Regions from separate parts of the Mus musculus genome. Here region 2 is linked to region 1. The links are chromatin contacts, called in public HiChIP or PLAC-seq maps. All regions are on one chromosome and are shown on one strand. Each heading gives the region's core, a stretch centred on a gene start, on an enhancer-like site or on the middle of the called end of the contact. The rest is flanking DNA. Distances are from core to core; before and after follow the strand shown. Region 1 has its middle 15 kb from the start of Gm34322. Region 2 has its middle 9.1 kb from the start of Gm34770.

What was found. HiChIP or PLAC-seq counts read pairs in DNA pulled down with a chosen protein or histone mark.
Region 2: a contact with region 1 is called in an H3K27ac HiChIP or PLAC-seq map of regulatory T cells, with 5 times the contacts expected there. The contact joins two enhancer-like sites. A contact is called at or near these places in 7 of 484 Hi-C or Micro-C datasets (B cells, bone marrow-derived macrophages, cerebral cortex and 4 more), 14 of 115 datasets of contacts at active chromatin or transcription factors (the 230-238 cell line, CD8 T cells, T-cell acute lymphoblastic leukemia and 6 more) and 1 of 9 other capture datasets (embryonic stem cells).

The regions. Positions count from the first base shown.
Region 1 is chr9:61,425,246-61,430,331 of GRCm38.p6, forward strand. No RefSeq gene overlaps it. Among named protein-coding and RNA genes, the nearest start is that of Gm34322, 15 kb to the right of the region's middle. Within about 2 kb of position 1,931, at least 39 of the 459 cell types and tissues checked have an H3K27ac peak or open chromatin away from gene starts, as enhancers often do. A contact at or near this core is called in CD8 T cells, memory CD8 T cells and regulatory T cells, where this site is marked.
Region 2 is chr9:61,667,974-61,673,059 of GRCm38.p6, forward strand. No RefSeq gene overlaps it. Among named protein-coding and RNA genes, the nearest start is that of Gm34770, 9.1 kb to the left of the region's middle. Within about 2 kb of position 2,093, at least 118 of the 459 cell types and tissues checked have an H3K27ac peak or open chromatin away from gene starts, as enhancers often do. A contact at or near this core is called in CD8 T cells, memory CD8 T cells and regulatory T cells, where this site is marked.

The sequences.
Region 1 (5,086 bases), core at 681-3,180:
GCTGGTAAAGGCTCAGAAAGCCTTCATCTTGCTAGTTCTGAGGGAAATGCAAACAACTAATCACAGCGGGAACAATCTCCTCCCAGTGGATTGGCAGGCGTGTGGGTTTGACAGGAGGATGGGGATAGATTCGTCTTGTCAAATACTCTGGGAGAGTGTGCACAGGTTCAGCCGCTCTGCAGAACAGAGTGGCGACCTGCAAGTGGGAGACGCCTCACCTCTCTAAGACCTGACAACTCCATGCCCAAGAATGAACCCTACAGAAACTTTTCCTCAAGTCTACAAAGAAATGTGGGTGGACCTGAGTTGCTTCCTCATTTGAGCAAAACACCCTGATCTTAATGAGGAAAGAATTCTTTTAAACGTATGCTAGTTCTTATATGATAAGATCATTTACAGGTATTAAAATATATGAGCCAGAACTTTATGTATCACTAGGGTAAGTTTCAAAACACAATGCTGTTTGAAAAGAGTGAGTCTCGCCGGACAGTGGTGATACACGCCTTTAATCCTAGTACTTGGGAGGGAGAAGCATGTGGATTTCTGAGTTTGAGGCCAGCCTGGTCTACAGAGTGAGTTCCAGGACAGCCAGGGGTATACAGAGAAATTCTGTCTCGAAAAAAAAAGAAAGAAAGAGAGAGAGAGAGAGAGAGAGAGAGAGAGAGAGAGAGAAAAGAAGAGAAGAGAAGAGAAGAGAAGAGAAGAGAAGAGAAGAGAGCGAGTCTCAGAGATATCGTTCTGTTTATGTAAGACACAAATCTACACAAAAAACTATTTGAGCATAGACATTTAGATAGGTAATAGATAAATGATAGATAATAAATGATAAGGGAGAAGATGAACAATAGATTATAGATAGGTACAGATGATGTAGACATGGACATATAATGACCTGAGCTGAGAGAACGCTCCAGCACACCAGGAGAGGGAAAGAAGAGAAACAAGAGCAGGAGGCGTCCACATTCACCTATCATACCTCAAAATGTAAGTGTGGGATTGTGGCTCAGTGGTAGAGAATCCCACTTATGTGGCCCTGAGTTTGAGTTTGATCCCTAACAGTGGGGGGGGGGGGGGGGTGGGAAGAGAGAGAGAGAGAGAGAGAGAGAGAGAGAGAGAGAGAGAGAGAGAGAACCTTAAGAAAACATTAGAATGTAGTTTAGAAATTTGTGTAGTTGATCTGGTATGTTTTTCCCCTTATACTTATATACTCTACAGTTAAAGATTTAAGGAAATAGGAGATCTGGGAAGATCAAACTTCGTGAGGAGTTGCCGCCACAATGGTTTCTGATGACTGACAGGGTCTCTGGTGGCATGGCATTCCCAGGAGTAAAGAACCCAGCTCCTGTAGCTCACTGTGTCACCTGGGAAACACTTGATCTCTCTAGTCCCCAGCCCAGCACCTTACCATCCACCAACACATTCTGGGAGCCTACGCGAGCCATTCCTGGCTGTCTTGTGCTAATGATTCTGTTAGCAGGCGAGAGCAGCTGTCTCATGCAGAAACGATGTGGGTGAGGTTTGTTTAGCTTTTTGATTGTGAACTACAAGCATAGACAGTTGAGGGGGACAGTGTAATGACTCCATGAAGCTGTCACTTGCCCTCAGGAAATCACACCTGAGCACCCCAGCTCATCCACTCACGATGTATCGCTTCCACTGGATGCTTATCTGGGAAGCCGCAGACAGTTCATCACTGAAAGAGTAAGAATTTTTACCAAGTCCAAAAGGTAGGATCTAGTTGTAAAATATACCCTGACTACCACCGTTTAGCGCAAGTACCACTGTTCTGTTTGGCTGTGACATGCTTTCCCCGGGCTCATGTGCTTGAACACATGGTGCCCAGCTAGCATGGCTGCTTTGGGGGTGTGTGCAAGCTTAGAGACTTGTGGTATTTCTAGCAGAAGTGGGTCAATGGGGGCAGGCTTTGATACCCCGTTTGATATGTGACCTCACCTCCGGTTCCTGTCAGAGCACCCTCCTTCCTGACCTATTATCAAGATGTGAAGACTAGCTGCCCAACTTTCCCACTTCCTGGCCACAAGTCACTCCAGCCCGCTGCCACGCCCACCACCACCACCATGATGGCCTGAAACTTTGTACCAGAACAATGTCCTCCAGCTTCTGTCAGGCGCTTGTCACAGAGATGAGAACAGTGATAAGTACAGCAGTAAAATGCATTTATTGTTCTCACTCAGGCTTCATAATTTCCAGTATTTCTTTCTGTGATTTATAACCCAAATATAGTCTATATCTTTTAAGATCTCTTTCTCCCTCTCTTACCCAACTATTTATCTTTAGAGTTTCAATACAGTTTGAATTTTTTCTGATTGCTAATCTGCAGTTAGATTCTAGGGCTTGCTTAGATTCAGGCAGGGTTTGGGGAGTGCTTTGGGAGCACCCGGGGTATATCTCTTTCTGTATGTTGGGCCCTCACTTATTATGTAAATTCATTAGATAGTGAATGTAGATGGAGTCCTATGCCAGAAGTGCTGGTCTGGTATACCATAATGTAGTTAAGTCCAGCTTCTCACCGCAGAAATCAAGAAGTAATAGTGGAATCATCTACAGTGCCTTTTGGGTTTTGCGTCATACGTTTTAGCTCATGTTCCTAGTGTCAGACAAAATAATTCCTACTGTAAAACAATGAGAGAGAGAGAGAGAGAGAGAGAGAGAGAGAGAACCCCATAATGAACCATTCGAGGCTTTTGCATCCAGTGCTAACTCAGGCTGTGCTCACATAACTCACCATCTTTTCCTTGGCTGGACCAGCACTCTCCCGGGGCCTTCCTCACAGTACAGACTTAGGACTCCATGTTAAACAAAGCCCAAGAGAGATTTCCCAACATCCTGGCTCCTTGAGTTACCTTGTATCTCTGCCCGACATTTGGTACAGCTGTTCCTGCATAATTTCAAATTTCCTTGTCAAAAACAAATGGCTTGATTCCAGAATCTCAGAGTTTAAACAAACAAAAGAAAAACCAAACCAAACCAAATCAAACCACCACCACCACCAACAACAACAGCAACAAAAACCTCCAAAAATCCAGAGGCCCAGTGTGCACTGTAGGAAAAGATGGAGGGCTCTTCCTGTGAGTCCACATACTTACTTCTTGGCTTCATGAGTAGTGGTAGAAAGACTCCCCAAGCTGAGATTAGGAGAGGTCCCAAGAACAAAACAAATCACAGCAATTGTGTGGGACCAATCAGTCTCCCATCTTCATCAGAGACTGAGCCATTGGGATTGGCTAATGCCCAAAAGGCATTGTTTCTCCTAGCTGGATCATCAAGGTTTATCTCTGCAATTTTAGTTCAAAAGCTCCACTTCTGAGAGTCGCAATAGGCTGGGATGCCATGCCAATATGCCAATCAAAGAGAAGAGAAGACTCGTTGATGGGTGGGAGCTCATTAGGAAAAACAGACAGAGCTGCAGTAAACCCACACCTGTCTTCAAGGGCTGAAGGGATGCTGAAATTTTATAGGAAAGGGAAATAGTGGGAGGTATTGGGGAGCTAGGGGTGGGGTTTGTGTAGCTGAAAGCACAGGTGACTAGCCAGGCCAGTGATGTGACTGAACGGTTATTGTGGTTGCTCTGTGAGGGAAGCAATCTAGTTCCCTTGCAATGATTGCTCCTGCTCTGAGATGCACCCTCAGAGTCCAACAGGGGTAATTTTGTCACCTTTGGGGGTGATCTCATCAGGGGCCATCTGTCCTGCAGTACTTGTTTCGGGGATATTGATCTATCTTGTCATTTCAGAAACCCAAGGTAATTGCAGAGGAGAGTGTCTTGGGAGGAGGAAAATGGGTACAGAGGCAAAAGAGAGCTAGCGGGAGACAGAATGGAGTTAGGGAGGCCATGATCCCAGTGTGCTTTTGTAGGAGCAAAATGAGTAAGGAGTAAATGAAATTGCCTCTCCCTTCAACCATTTTGCAACCGTGAAGCAGTATGCATAGAAAGCATGTCATAAATGCTTGATGTACTTGTATATTCCAGGTTTTTAAAATAATAAGTGAATACCTTAGTGACAAAGGCAACATAAGGACAGCAATAAGGGGCTACTGAGATGCTAGTAATTCTAGAATCCTCAAATGTTGTCCATTTGGTCTGGGGAGATGGCTCAGTGGGCAAAGCACTTGCAGAGTATGGATTCTCAGAACTGGAGTCAAGCCATGGGTTCAAGGGCAGTAGCGCTTATCTGTAATCCCGAGTGCTCCCACAGTGACGTGGGAGGTGGAGAAAGGCCAGCTAGCCTGCTGTACAGAGCAATGAGCAAGAAACCCTCTTTCAAACAAGGTGGGCACTGAGGGCCAACCCTGACCTCCACATGAACTTGTGGGCACATGAACAAATGTGCACAAAGATGTCTATACAAATTGACCTCTGAAGATTTCTCTTTGAAAACATTACTGTGGTAAGATGGATTTAAATAATCTGGTGTGTTTCAGTCAAGAGGCCTTATGCTTACCACTCACCAGGTTGTCCCCACTGACACCTGAGAGCTCATAAGGGCTTCCCAGCATTGTTGCTGGCTACTGAAGGGTCTGCTTTAAATATGAAGGCAGCCCTTCCCCCAACAAAGCTGAGTCCTTTCAGTGAGAAGTAGAATTAGACACCATAGCCTGCACGCCGAGGTGCATGCTGGCTGCTAATAGGATGACTACTGTTTGGGGGCCTTTCCAGAAGACGGGATGGTGGGTTTTGTGCATGCATGAATCTGTGTCTTTTTGTGTATGCATGTGTGTTTGTGTGTGCATATGTGTATGAAGGTATGTATTTATGTGGTTTTGTGGGCATGTGTACGCATGTGTGTCTTTATGCACACATGTGGGTTTGTGTGTGTATTCGTGTGTTTTGTGTGCATATGTGCATGCGTATGTGTGTGTTTATGTGTATACATGTGCTTAAGTGTGTATATTAATGTCCAAGGACTTCTGATATCTGACCCACAGAGAGTAAGTTACAGGATCTTATTTGGCCATGATGGTGCATCTGATTCTCCTTTTCAAAGCAGATTCAGCTGTGAGTGGTTCAACCCCTAAGGGAAGGTGAAGGTCAAATCCGTCCTTTGCTGTATCCCTTTGCCCCTAC
Region 2 (5,086 bases), core at 843-3,342, 240 kb after region 1:
CCCCAGGCATCCAGGACTAAAGACATTGTGCTTTTTATGGTTATTTTTGTCCAAGTGGCCCTAACAAAACTCATCACATGCAATAAAAGCATTACCTTATTATGTGTTAAGTTTTTTTTTTTTACTACATGTGTGTATCTATACGTGTGTGTGTGTGTGTGTGTGTGTGTAGGTGCCTGTGGAGAGAAGAAGGTATTGGATTCCCTGGAGCTGAAGTTACAGCTAGTTAATGTAAGTCTTTGGTAAGGGGTTAAATCATGAGTTTAGGAGAAGGGATAAAGAATTTCTGAGGAAAGAAATAGATTTTGTCATCTAGTTGGCTAATGTGTACTACAGTGTTAGCTTCTGCCCAGACCTGTGTTCTTAATGAGTGGGAAATAAGGGATTGGTTTTTTTTTTTTTTTTCAGTTGGGGTCAAAGGATGACACTTCAGAGAATGAGAAAGAGGGTGATTGTGAGTCAAATGGGCTTGCAGAGGTCATTTGAAACCAGGGAGGCTCTTGTCTGGGTGATGCTGTGTCATTGTGACCCAGGTGGGACTCCTTCTTAGAGAGCCTGTGACCACGAAGCCTTCCCTACATTGAGCTCTTCAGGGCTCTCTGTGGCTGAGCCAGCCTGACACCCTGCTTGGCTCATGGGAAAGCTTTTGAGGTCCAGGACACATTCATTCTCTTGTATCTGATGAGCTTTGCTAGGGCCACTTGGACAAAACTAATCACAATGTCATTAGCCTAGGGTGCCTGGAGATGATCTTGGACTTAAATTAGAGGACGCCATTATTTTGAACTAAACTTCTGTGTTGGGTCCTGACAGTGCAGACTCATTCACATGGGTAACTTACACTCAAGTTTTACGTCACCAAAACTGAAAGGAGATTGTCTGATCTTCTAAGCAAGCATGAAAGATAGGAACCAATGTTCCCCAACCGCTCGTTTCCATGGGCTTGATAACAGCTTCTCTCCTCAGTAAGAATTTACCCAAAGTAACCTTATGTTTACCAACTCGTTATTTTTCTCTTGTTCTTCCTGCACGGCCCTGCTTGACAAAGGAAGCGACTTTGAAGTCACAGGTATCTAAAGAGATGCCTCCTCGGGTCAATGCACTTGCTGAGCACACAGAAACCTCAGTTCAGATCCTGGGTAAAAAGCCGGGCAACCAATCACAAAAAAATCAAAAATCAAAAAGCTCATCATTGATGGGACAGAAATGCCAGAATCAGGAGAATGTGCTCTGAGAGTGCGCTCCTTCAATTTATTTACAAAGCATTTTTAGCTGGGGAGGAAGACATGGCCCATGAAACTGTAATCCCAGAATTTGGGGGGTGGGAGTGGTGGAAGTAGGAAGATCAGAAATTCAAGTTCATCCTTGACTAGATAGTGAAATACTGTCCCAAACCACTCTACTCCCCCACCCTCAAAACTGTGAAATGTAGGCTGTAGGTCAAGCCCTGTGGCTGCTCCACGTAACAGATAGAGCCTACAGCTTGTCACTGCCTCAGGTCACCTGGGCCTCTACTCGCATCCCTCTCGCTGACTTGCTCATGGAGATGGAAAGCTGAATCCTGAGTCTCCTTTGGTTTTTCTTCTGTTGATTTCTTTTACAGAGTGCCTAGGAAGAGATAACTAGGCCTGCACAAGAATGGAACCCACATCCCTGGTTGGGGGGGGGGTGGATATCTGCTGAGCACCCCCAGAAGCCTCCCAGTTCCCTAAGCTATTCCTTTTTCAAGCTCCAAGGCTTCCCACACTTATGCAAAGCACCTCTGCCGAGTCTCTGAGTTGCTGGAGGGGAAACTCCAAACCTCAGAGAGAAATTAAGAGGCTGATTGGCTCTTGGGAAATGAGACAAAAAACTAGCCCGGGTGAACCACTGGGCTGAAACTGTTTCCCCAGATGAGTCACAGCGTTATCCACGAGAAGGAATGTCCCTTCCCACCCCCATCCCCACCCCCAAAGGGCCTCAGCTGATCTGGAAGATTGGCCTGGTTACATAGCCAGAGGAACAGAAGGCAAAAAAGCAAGAGACTGGGGTGATCGCTTACCAAAGAAACCGCAACCACCTTCCGCCCGCCTGGGTGGGGTCTGCCTTTCTTCTTTTAACCTGTCAACTGCTTGTCAGCACCTCCATTTCCTGCCAGCCCTTAGAGGAGACCTTTGTGTGCTCTCAAGAGACGGTGCCCTCAATCCCATCATCTCTCTCTCTCTCTCTCTAGGGCAAGGCAACAATAGTCTTTAGGCTTATCCCCAACAAAAAGATGTTAAAACATAGAAGCCAGTCACCATACATGTTAAGGACCAGGAAAACAGAGAGCAGCAAAGTTGGCATGGGGCACCTGTCCTTGTGGAGTTGACAGTCAGCCAAGATCAAATAACCTGAACAGAGAGCATTCACCAAGGGCAGAGGTTGGACAAATGTCTAGAATGTGACAGAGAACCAATGTGTATGTGGCAATCCAGGAAACTGTATTAGTAATTGTCAACCATCATGATTTATTTGTTTGTTCGTTGATAAAGAAAGAATGGGCTGTCTGGGGAGTATAATCCAAAACAGGGGAAGGCTGTGAAGCAGAAGGAAGATCTTTTGGTGAGGGGCTCACTGGGAAAGGTCTTTGGAGATGGAGGACAGGGTCTGTCTGAAGAGGACAGCACAGAGGGTCCTAGTGGCAGTAAGAGGCAGTTAGAATGTGCAGAAGGGACTTATGTGGCCAGACCCTGTTGCCATCCCAAGGTCAAAGAGCCACTGGGAAAGCACATGCACGAGGGTCCAGCTGTGTGTGACTGTTTGGAGCACATCAGTGCTTGTGGCAGCTGAGGCTGGAAAGTAAAGTGATGTATGGCTAACTTACTGCCAAGTTCACCTTCACTTCAATGTGTAATATGGCTCATTTAACAAATGCCGGGATCACATGACAGCTCACCAGATGCTAAGCTAAAAGCTCAGCAAATATCATCTCACTCTGTCCTCACAGTGGCACTGTGACATGGGTGCCCCCATTAGCTTGTTTAAAAGATGGGCCATCTTGGCTGGGGTATTCAAACCAACTCCATTGGTGACAGTATGATAGTCTTCCTCAGTTCCTGAGGGACATGGAGAGTTCCAGAAACCTGCTTTGTGCCTATGGAGAGAGGAGGAGGAGGAAGAGCAAGAAGAGGAAGAGGGCAGAGAAGCAGCAGCTGTAGTTACTGTAGCTGAGGAAGACAGATAGGTAGGAGCAAAAGCAGGTCAGCTGTCAGAGGGCCCAAAGAGCCAACCACAGTGAGGCAAACAGTGCTGGTATGAAGACGTAGTTCCTCGTTCCTGTCTTGGCTGAGGTCACAACCTCTCTCCACGGGACACCAGGTCCTTTCAGTTTGCCCTCCACTGGATCAGCTGCTTTGTGAAATACCTCTTCCTTGGTCGGCTCTCCACTCCTTCCAGGCATACCTTGAGATGCAGACAGTGAAAGGTGAATTTGGGAGGATGTGAATTTTAAAGATATCTTTAACACCTCCCCAGATTGCTATTTTCCTGAGTATAAACTCAATAACACATTCTTTTTCTTCAGAATTTTATAGGCCTTACTTATTTGCCCCCTGTTTTCAGGGTTGCTGTAGAGAAGCCCACTGTTGATTAGTAGTTTGGCTGGGTATAGAAATCCAGTCAAAACCATCTTGCAGTGCTGCTGTTGAGGACTCAGTGCCACCCTGTGCCCCACTCCCTTGTTCTTGAGACAGAATCTCAAACATCCTTGCTGGTCTCACACTCTCTCTGTAGCCAAAGATGACCTTGAACTCCTGATCTTCCTGCTTCAACCTCTAAGATTCTGCCTTCTGGGACAGGAGCTATACACGACCTGTTTCTTAGACCTGTTATAATGATTTTGTTCATGCTATTATTCTCTCTCTCTCTCTCTCTCAGCTCTGGAAGCTCTCTTTCTGGAAGCTCTCAGTATCTTTATCTTTGAAATTTCACAATAATTGGCCTTGCTGTGGGCCTTCTGTCCTTTGTTGGGTAGGGTGTGTGACAAACTGAGACTGATTAGAACAGATTTCAGTTCTGGGAACTTTCTTGTCACGCTGTTTCCATGACTATTGCAACCCTCCCTCAGTTCCTTCTCTACTCTTTTCTTTCTGGAACTTAGTGCTTGTATGTTAAATGCCCCAGATGTGTGATCAAGATTTTAAAAATCTTTCCTATATTCTAGCTATCTTTTTGTTTTACTTTCTGAGCATTCCTTGTGTGTGTCTGTGTGTACGAATGTATGTGTGTATATGTTTATGTGTTTATGTATGTGTCCATGTATGTACATATGTATGTGTGTATGTATGAATGCATGTATGTATGCCACACATGTATTAAACATGTGTGTGCATGCGTGTGTGTGAATAGGGGTGTGTGTGTGTATGTGTGTGTGTGTGTGTTTGTGTGTGTGTGTGTGTGTGTGTGTGTGAATGCTTCCATTAATGATAGGATCTCATGCAGCTCAGGCTAGCCTCAATCACATTCATTATCTACCTGAGGAGGATCTTGAACTTCCGACCCTGGTAGGATTACAGGTGTGCACCATCACATTCTACATACCAGGGAGTAAACTCAGGACCTTGTATATGGTAGGCAAGCACTCTATCAGCTGAGCTACAATCCCTAGCTCCCCAAATATTTCTTTTAGACAGGGCATCACATAGCTCAGGCCAGCTTGAACTTCCTATGTAATCAAGGCATAGTTGGACCCTATAGGCATTGCCCAGAGCATTCTAAATATTACATTATTTGACGACCCATAGCAAGTATTTGAGAAAGTGCTCTCACCAACCCTATGACTGACAAGAAACATGGAGCACAGAGAGGGCCAATACTCTGCCCGAAGTTTCCCAGAGTTTCAGGTAGGTTATATAGTTATAGGCACACTGGCCCCAGAGACATCTCTGCTTAAGCTTCCAGAAACCTCAGTTTACCCATCTGTGTGACAGCAAGTGAGTTCATTCAGAAAGTTGGTTTGAGAGAGAAACAAGGAAATACATGTAAGACCTTCGAGTAGACCCTCCACAAATATTAGAATCCTTATGGTTGCTCTGTGTACATGTCTATATATGCTATGTATGTGAGC